2 separate regions of the Sus scrofa genome follow, and region 1 is linked to region 2. A link is a contact called in public promoter capture Hi-C data. All regions are on one chromosome and are shown on one strand. Each heading gives the region's core, a stretch centred on a gene start, on an enhancer-like site or on the middle of the called end of the contact. The rest is flanking DNA. Distances are from core to core; before and after follow the strand shown. Region 1 holds the start of NEMP1 (nuclear envelope integral membrane protein 1). Region 2 holds the start of LOC106510300 (basic proline-rich protein-like).

Evidence for each region. Promoter capture Hi-C pulls out the DNA fragments that hold promoters and counts their contacts.
Region 1: a promoter capture Hi-C map of fetal liver shows a contact between it and region 2, with 2.7 times the contacts expected there. The contact joins the promoter of NEMP1 here to the promoter of LOC106510300 in region 2. A contact is called at or near these places in 1 of 5 promoter capture datasets (fetal liver) and 1 of 47 Hi-C or Micro-C datasets (heart right ventricle).

What each region holds. Positions count from the first base shown.
Region 1 is chr5:22,388,722-22,391,646 of Sscrofa11.1, forward strand. NEMP1 (nuclear envelope integral membrane protein 1) reads right to left here and starts at 1,376. Exons shown (of 9, transcript XM_003481636.4): 1 at 1,235-1,376. The coding sequence starts at 1,361.
Region 2 is chr5:21,173,633-21,176,490 of Sscrofa11.1, forward strand. It overlaps LOC106510300 (basic proline-rich protein-like), which reads left to right and starts at 1,430. Exons shown (of 2, transcript XM_013997622.1): 1 at 1,430-1,738; 2 at 1,807-2,217. The coding sequence starts at 1,430. The coding sequence ends at 2,217. It overlaps CD63 (CD63 antigen), which reads right to left and starts at 2,593. Exons shown (of 8, transcript XM_005663878.2): 1 at 2,041-2,593; 2 at 1,366-1,442; 3 at 197-385; 4 at 1-29. The coding sequence starts at 1,431. LOC102162669 (a long non-coding RNA gene) reads left to right here and starts at 2,261. Exons shown (of 2, transcript XR_303407.3): 1 at 2,261-2,379; 2 at 2,772-2,858.

The sequences.
Region 1 (2,925 bases), core at 126-2,625, 1.2 Mb after region 2:
TATATGATCTTCTAGGCCATAAAGAACATTTATCCCGAGTTTACCTTTCTCCTGTTTCTGTCCTCATTAAAGTAACTTTGAGCCTGTTAACTACTCAATGATTATGTAGGAGCATTTTGATACACATGTGTTCTTTCATCTCCGTAATACACAACTTCTAAGGACAAACATCTAGCCAGAGTTCATTCAGATCATATGCAGCCCTTCAAATGTTACTGTGGGCTCTGCCTCTGGAAAGTACCTTCCTGGATACTTTCTCCCCTCTCCCTAAAAAATACCGTTTCAGAAGGACGTTGCACCTTGGAACTAGTTATATGGATCCTGAGACAACCTTAAAGCTGCAGCTAAGGATAATCATAAGTGACAGCAAGAGATAGGCAGCAAAGGACGGGAGAGGTAAGAAGTCATGTGCATTTAGGAGATAAGATTATCCTTAACCCCATGAGTCTGAACTCCGTCCAGTGGATGTTTGGAAACCTCATTCATCTTTCTGTTGTGCATTTATGAAGGGTACAAGGGAGGTTTTACAAACACATTCTAGGTTTTCTGGATTCAAGTGGAAAAGGAAAACAATGTCATGACAGTCCAAAACCAATGATCCAGTAACGGCAACCAAGTAAATCATCTTGAGAAATGAATAAATTTCCGAATATATTAGATACTGAATAGCGTTTGTATCTTTTTTTGGTAACGGGAATTTAACAACTCCAGGTCGGTTCTATAGGGCCAGAATCTTAAGGGGCAGAAATGACAGATACTGACAGAGATCACGGCTTTTCAGGGAACTATATCTGCTCGGCTACCCCGACCTGAGTCCTGATAGCATACGCTCATGTGTTGCTCATCTGTTGAATGAATGGGATGCTGCTCCCTTTCCAGCTGCAGCTCTGCCTGCCCATTCGGTCTTCGAGTCACCTTCCTTTTAACCAAAAAAGTTAAGGAGGCCCGCACAGCGCGACGCAGCCCCAGGACCAATTCTCACTCAGTTCAGGCCTCCCGGTCTCTGCCAAAAGGCTCCAGGCTTCTCCCCACTCTAGGTAGCTCCCCCAGGCCGCCTCAGGGCCCCGGCTCCTCAGTGCCGGCGCCCATTCACCGAGGATGAAGATTTTTTTCCTCTGCACCACGTCCTTGCCCCCTCTGCAGAAAAACGGCCAGCGCCCCGCAGACACTCCCCACTTTTCTAAATATAACCCCTCGGCACCCGCCCCCTCGGCAGCTGCTGCCCGGGCGGTACCTGAGCCGCAGACCAAGCAGCCGGAAAGGACCAGGAGCAGCCACACTGCCCCACAGCCCCCGGACCGCCAACTCCAGGGCCCGGAACCAACTGCCGGCAAGACCGCCACTTTCATTCCTCCCGCCATGGTCGCCACACGCCGCCTCTTCCTCACGTGCCTCTCCCCGGCAACTAACCCGGAACAGGCAGGGCCAGCAGCCTATCCGCTACAAGACCCGCCCCCTACCAACCAATCGGATGGGCGGGGCTTCGAGCACTCCGTTGGTTACGGATCCTATAGTCCCGCCTCTCAGCAACTGACGCGAGAGGGCGGGAAGAAGCAGCTTTCAGCCTATTAGAAAACGGGTCCTCACCTTAGTAATGGCGACAGGAAGATCCCACCCCTTAACAACATGCTTCCGTCTCCAGTTTATTTACAACTAGAGTGATTGATGGTAAGCATAACCAATACGAAATTAGAATGGGCGAGGCCCTCTTTACCAAATGATAATTTCCATGGAATCTATCTCAGGTTCCTTGTTTTCATTCGTTCCCTTTTTACCATGATCTTTTTGTTGTGGGAAGCTTAAGTAAGAGGACTGTGTTCTCCAAAGTCCTAAATGATTTAAAATAGAAATGTTACGCACAAAAAATTGTTTTGACAGTTTTGTAAGGAATAAACATTAACGTTTAAAAATTCAGTCATAGGCTGGGAATCTGGGGTTGATAATGCAAACTATTGCATTTGGAGTGGATAAACAATGAGATCCTGCTGTATAGCACAGGGAACTACATCTAGTCACTTATGATGGAACATGATGGAGGAAAATATGAGAAAAAGAATGTGCATATATATATATATATATATATATATAGGTCACTTTGCTGTACGGTAGACATTGACAGAACACTGTAAACCAACTATAATGGAAAAAATAAAAATCATTAAAAAAATACAGTCATAGAGTGGTTGGTAGAGGTTTGTGTTTTTTTGTTTGGTTTGTTGGTTGGTTGTTTTGAAAGCAAAATGCATGCAAGGATTAAGAGAAATTTGTTTCTTCCTCACGACATCCTGTGAGATAAATAGCTTTATTTATTTTTTAATATCATGATTTTTATTTTTTTCTATTATAGCTGGTTTACAGTGTTCTGTCAGTTTTCTACTGTACAGCATGGTGACCCAGTTACACATACATGTACACATTCTTTTTTCTCACATTATCATGCACCATCATAAGTGACTAGACACAGTTCCCAGTGCAAATAGCTTTATTTATGAAGAAGCCAAGGCTAAGACAGGTAAAGGAACTTGCCCAAGATTTCATAGCTCATTGGGCTGGGCTGTGGTTCCTTAACCACTGAGCAAGGCCAGGGATCGAACCTGCAACCTCACGGTTCCTCATCCTATCCATTTCTGCTGCACCACAACAGGAACTCCTGCTGGAAGTCTTTCTGTGCATCAGGTGCTTCTCCTTAAATGACTTATACAGTGAGGGCCTAGCAGAGTACCTAGCACATAACAGGTGTTCAGTAAATGTTAGTCCAAAGTGAAGCATCTTATTTTTGAGAGGATCTGATAGTGGCAGGTAGGAATCCTAGAGATGATGAAGCCTAGTGGGTTGAGGGGAAATTCAGGGAAGGAGATTACTGCTAGGGAAGGTTCAAACTTTCAAAATAAGGGATTTTTAAAATGACAAGATGGGGCTGAGCCA
Region 2 (2,858 bases), core at 180-2,679:
AGCATGATAAGGGACAGGAAGATGGCAAACTGCGGGCGCAAAGGACGAGAGTCAGGTTTGGCGTCTGGGCAAGGGGGGCCTGCCATTCTCAGGAACATTCACAGAAGTTTCCTTCACCCACCCACCCTCCCAAGCCCTCTCCAGAGGAACGCCCTTCCAGGAGGGCCAGGCCCCGTGCTGGCCCACCGCCACTCACTGTGACCATAAGACAGTAGTTCTCCTTGCAGGTCCCACAGCAGCCCACAAAGGCCACCAGGAAGAGGAAGGCACCCACTGCGATGATGACCACAGGCAACAGGGAGCCAGGGGTGGCCCCCTGGGTAATGGTCTGATTTAGCACGAGCTGGACCCAGATCCCCACGGCGATCAGTCCCACGGCACAGGCCTGCGGGGAGGACAGAGCAGGACTGAGAGGCCGCACAACCCATCAGCCCTCCAAGGTGGAGGGCGCGATGGACCCGGGACACAGACCAGAACCCCACTCCAGAGACGGATTCTCACACCTCCAGGGGACCTAACTGTGGGGGAGAAGGGTGAGCCATCCTTGCCAGGGAGGGCTGGGAAACTGTTCAAGGCTCTCAGAGAAGGCAGTCAGAAGGAACCACACCTTCCACAACCCGCTCCTCACCAAGGCAAAAAGAGAAGTTCCCAGAAAGCCTTGACCCCAGGGCACAAATTCCCAACAAAGAGAAGTGCTTCCTGTGAGCCTCTTCCTATGGGCCTCCAGGGCTCCCAGAACTGCCCTCTCACTGTCCTCCAGTGCCCACCACATCCTCACCAGCTGTGACTAGGGTTCCTGGGGCCCACTAGGGTTCCTCAGGACTCGGGTTCCTCAGGCCCACTAGGCCAGGGAGGAGAAGGGAGGAGGAAGCGGGGTAAGGGTGACCTGCCCCTCCCTGGACAAACAATCCTCTCTCAAGCCGGGGGCCCAGGGCAGGAGCCATCTAGGTGGACAGAGCCCTCTCCAACCCCCAAGCAGGAAGGAGGGGGTATGAGGGAATGGAGAGGAAGGGGGGGTGGAGGGTGCGGAGGGGCACCCCGTGGTGATAGCATCAAGCCGTTGGCGGGTTGCCCCACTGCCCCATATCACAAGAGGTTGGGTCACCAGACAGGAAAGGCAAGGAGGGATTACGGGGAGGGTGCTAGGCACCCAGGCCGGCCATTCTCGATCCCAAACAGTCTCAAAGATCCCTGCTTTGAGCTGGAGGAGGCGATGGCCGCGCTGCCCTCGGCCGTTAGCCGGGAGTTCCTTCCACATCTGCTCTCCAGCTGCCTTCCTTCTTGACCCCTCAGCCGTCAGCACTCCCGAGCCAGTTCTCCCCGCACCCTGCCAGCGCGCCCCCATCGTCCCCGCTCCCCACTCACGCAAAAGGCCAGCAGAAGAACGTAGAGCAAGAACTTGACACATCTCATTCCTCCTTCCACCGCCATGGCTGCCTGGCCTGGGGCACAGGGGAGGGCAGGGGGATTAGAACCGGTCGAAGGGGTATCCGGGCTTCGGAGCGCCCTGCCGGCCCTCGAGACCTCCCCTGCGCGGCCCCCATTCCCGGCCCCTCCCACCCGGAAACCCGCGGTCAGATCCACGTCTCCCAGCCCCCTCTTCTCCCTGCAGGAGAGGGGTGGGGGCGCCCGTCGCCCAGCCCGGACCCCGCCCCGCCGCGTCCCTGGCCCCGGACTGATCCAAGGGCGCCCGCTGGGGCCAGGGCTGGACGCCCACCCTGGGCCCGCCAGCCCCCAGGTGTTAAACACCCCCTCCCCACCCAACCAGCCCCCCAAAATTGTCCTCAGCTCTAGCCCGATCCCCAGGCCACTTTCCCCTGGGCTCTGACCACCGCCAAAAATAAGTGCGTCCCGCGCTCCGCATCCCACCCCTCCCGGGCCTCCGGAACTTTCCAAAGTTGCAAAGTTGCGAGGGCCTCGGGAGCAGCGGGGGAGCGAAGCCGATCTTCAGAGGCCCGGAGCGAGGCCCTGAGCGGGGAGCGGCTGGCGATTCCCCCCAACACCCCGACGCCAGAGCCGGAGCGGGCTCCGCGGCCTCACCTGGGCTCCCCGAGGCTGTGCGCTGCACTCCCGCCGCGGCTCAGGGGCTCTCTAGCTGCGCCCCCCGGCTCCGGCCCCGCCCGGCGCGCGGCCCCGCCCCGGCTCCATCCGCAGCCCCCTCCCCCGCCGAGTAGCCGCCAGCCTCCCTCATGTGACGCGAGAACAGCTGCGGCCTGAGTCACCCGGCCTGCAGGAGGAAGGCCGAGACCCCGGCCGGGTCAAGGCCACGTGGCCCCTGCCTGGAAGACGGCGCCCACCCCCCGCAAAGGGAGGGCACCAAGGGCAAGACCCCGGGGTGCCTGGGTTCTCCTGGCTTCCCCAGCCCCGTGCCAACTCGGGGTAGGAGAGGGGGACCAGGCGCCGCCTGCTTTTCTTTGGCTCAGGCAAACGGGGGAGACGTGTGAGAGCTAAAGGAGGGATGAGCGGCCCAGAGGAACCCTCTGTGCACCCAGCCCGGGCGGCGGAGCTGAGGCGAGGGGACAAGATGGTCTTCAAGAGGCCTCCTCATCCTCCACCCAGAGCCCACTCCCTTCCTCTCGCTCCAACTCTGTTCCAGCCCCTCACCCCTTCCCCGAGTCAGTAGAGGGCGCTGTTGGGTCCCTGGGATAGGGTGGGTCGCGAATAAACACTTTTAGAAAGTCCCTGGCTTCACATCCTGGGGGTCCCCCACCATTCTAGAAGGGGTGTTCCTTCTCTCCGCTCCCATTGTTAGTCCATTCTCCATTTTGTAGGATTCCGGAGGAGTGAGCGGAGAAATAGAGGAAGCCTTTCCCAGGACATCCCACCCCGTCAGTCATGATGCGTCATGAATGAGGTCC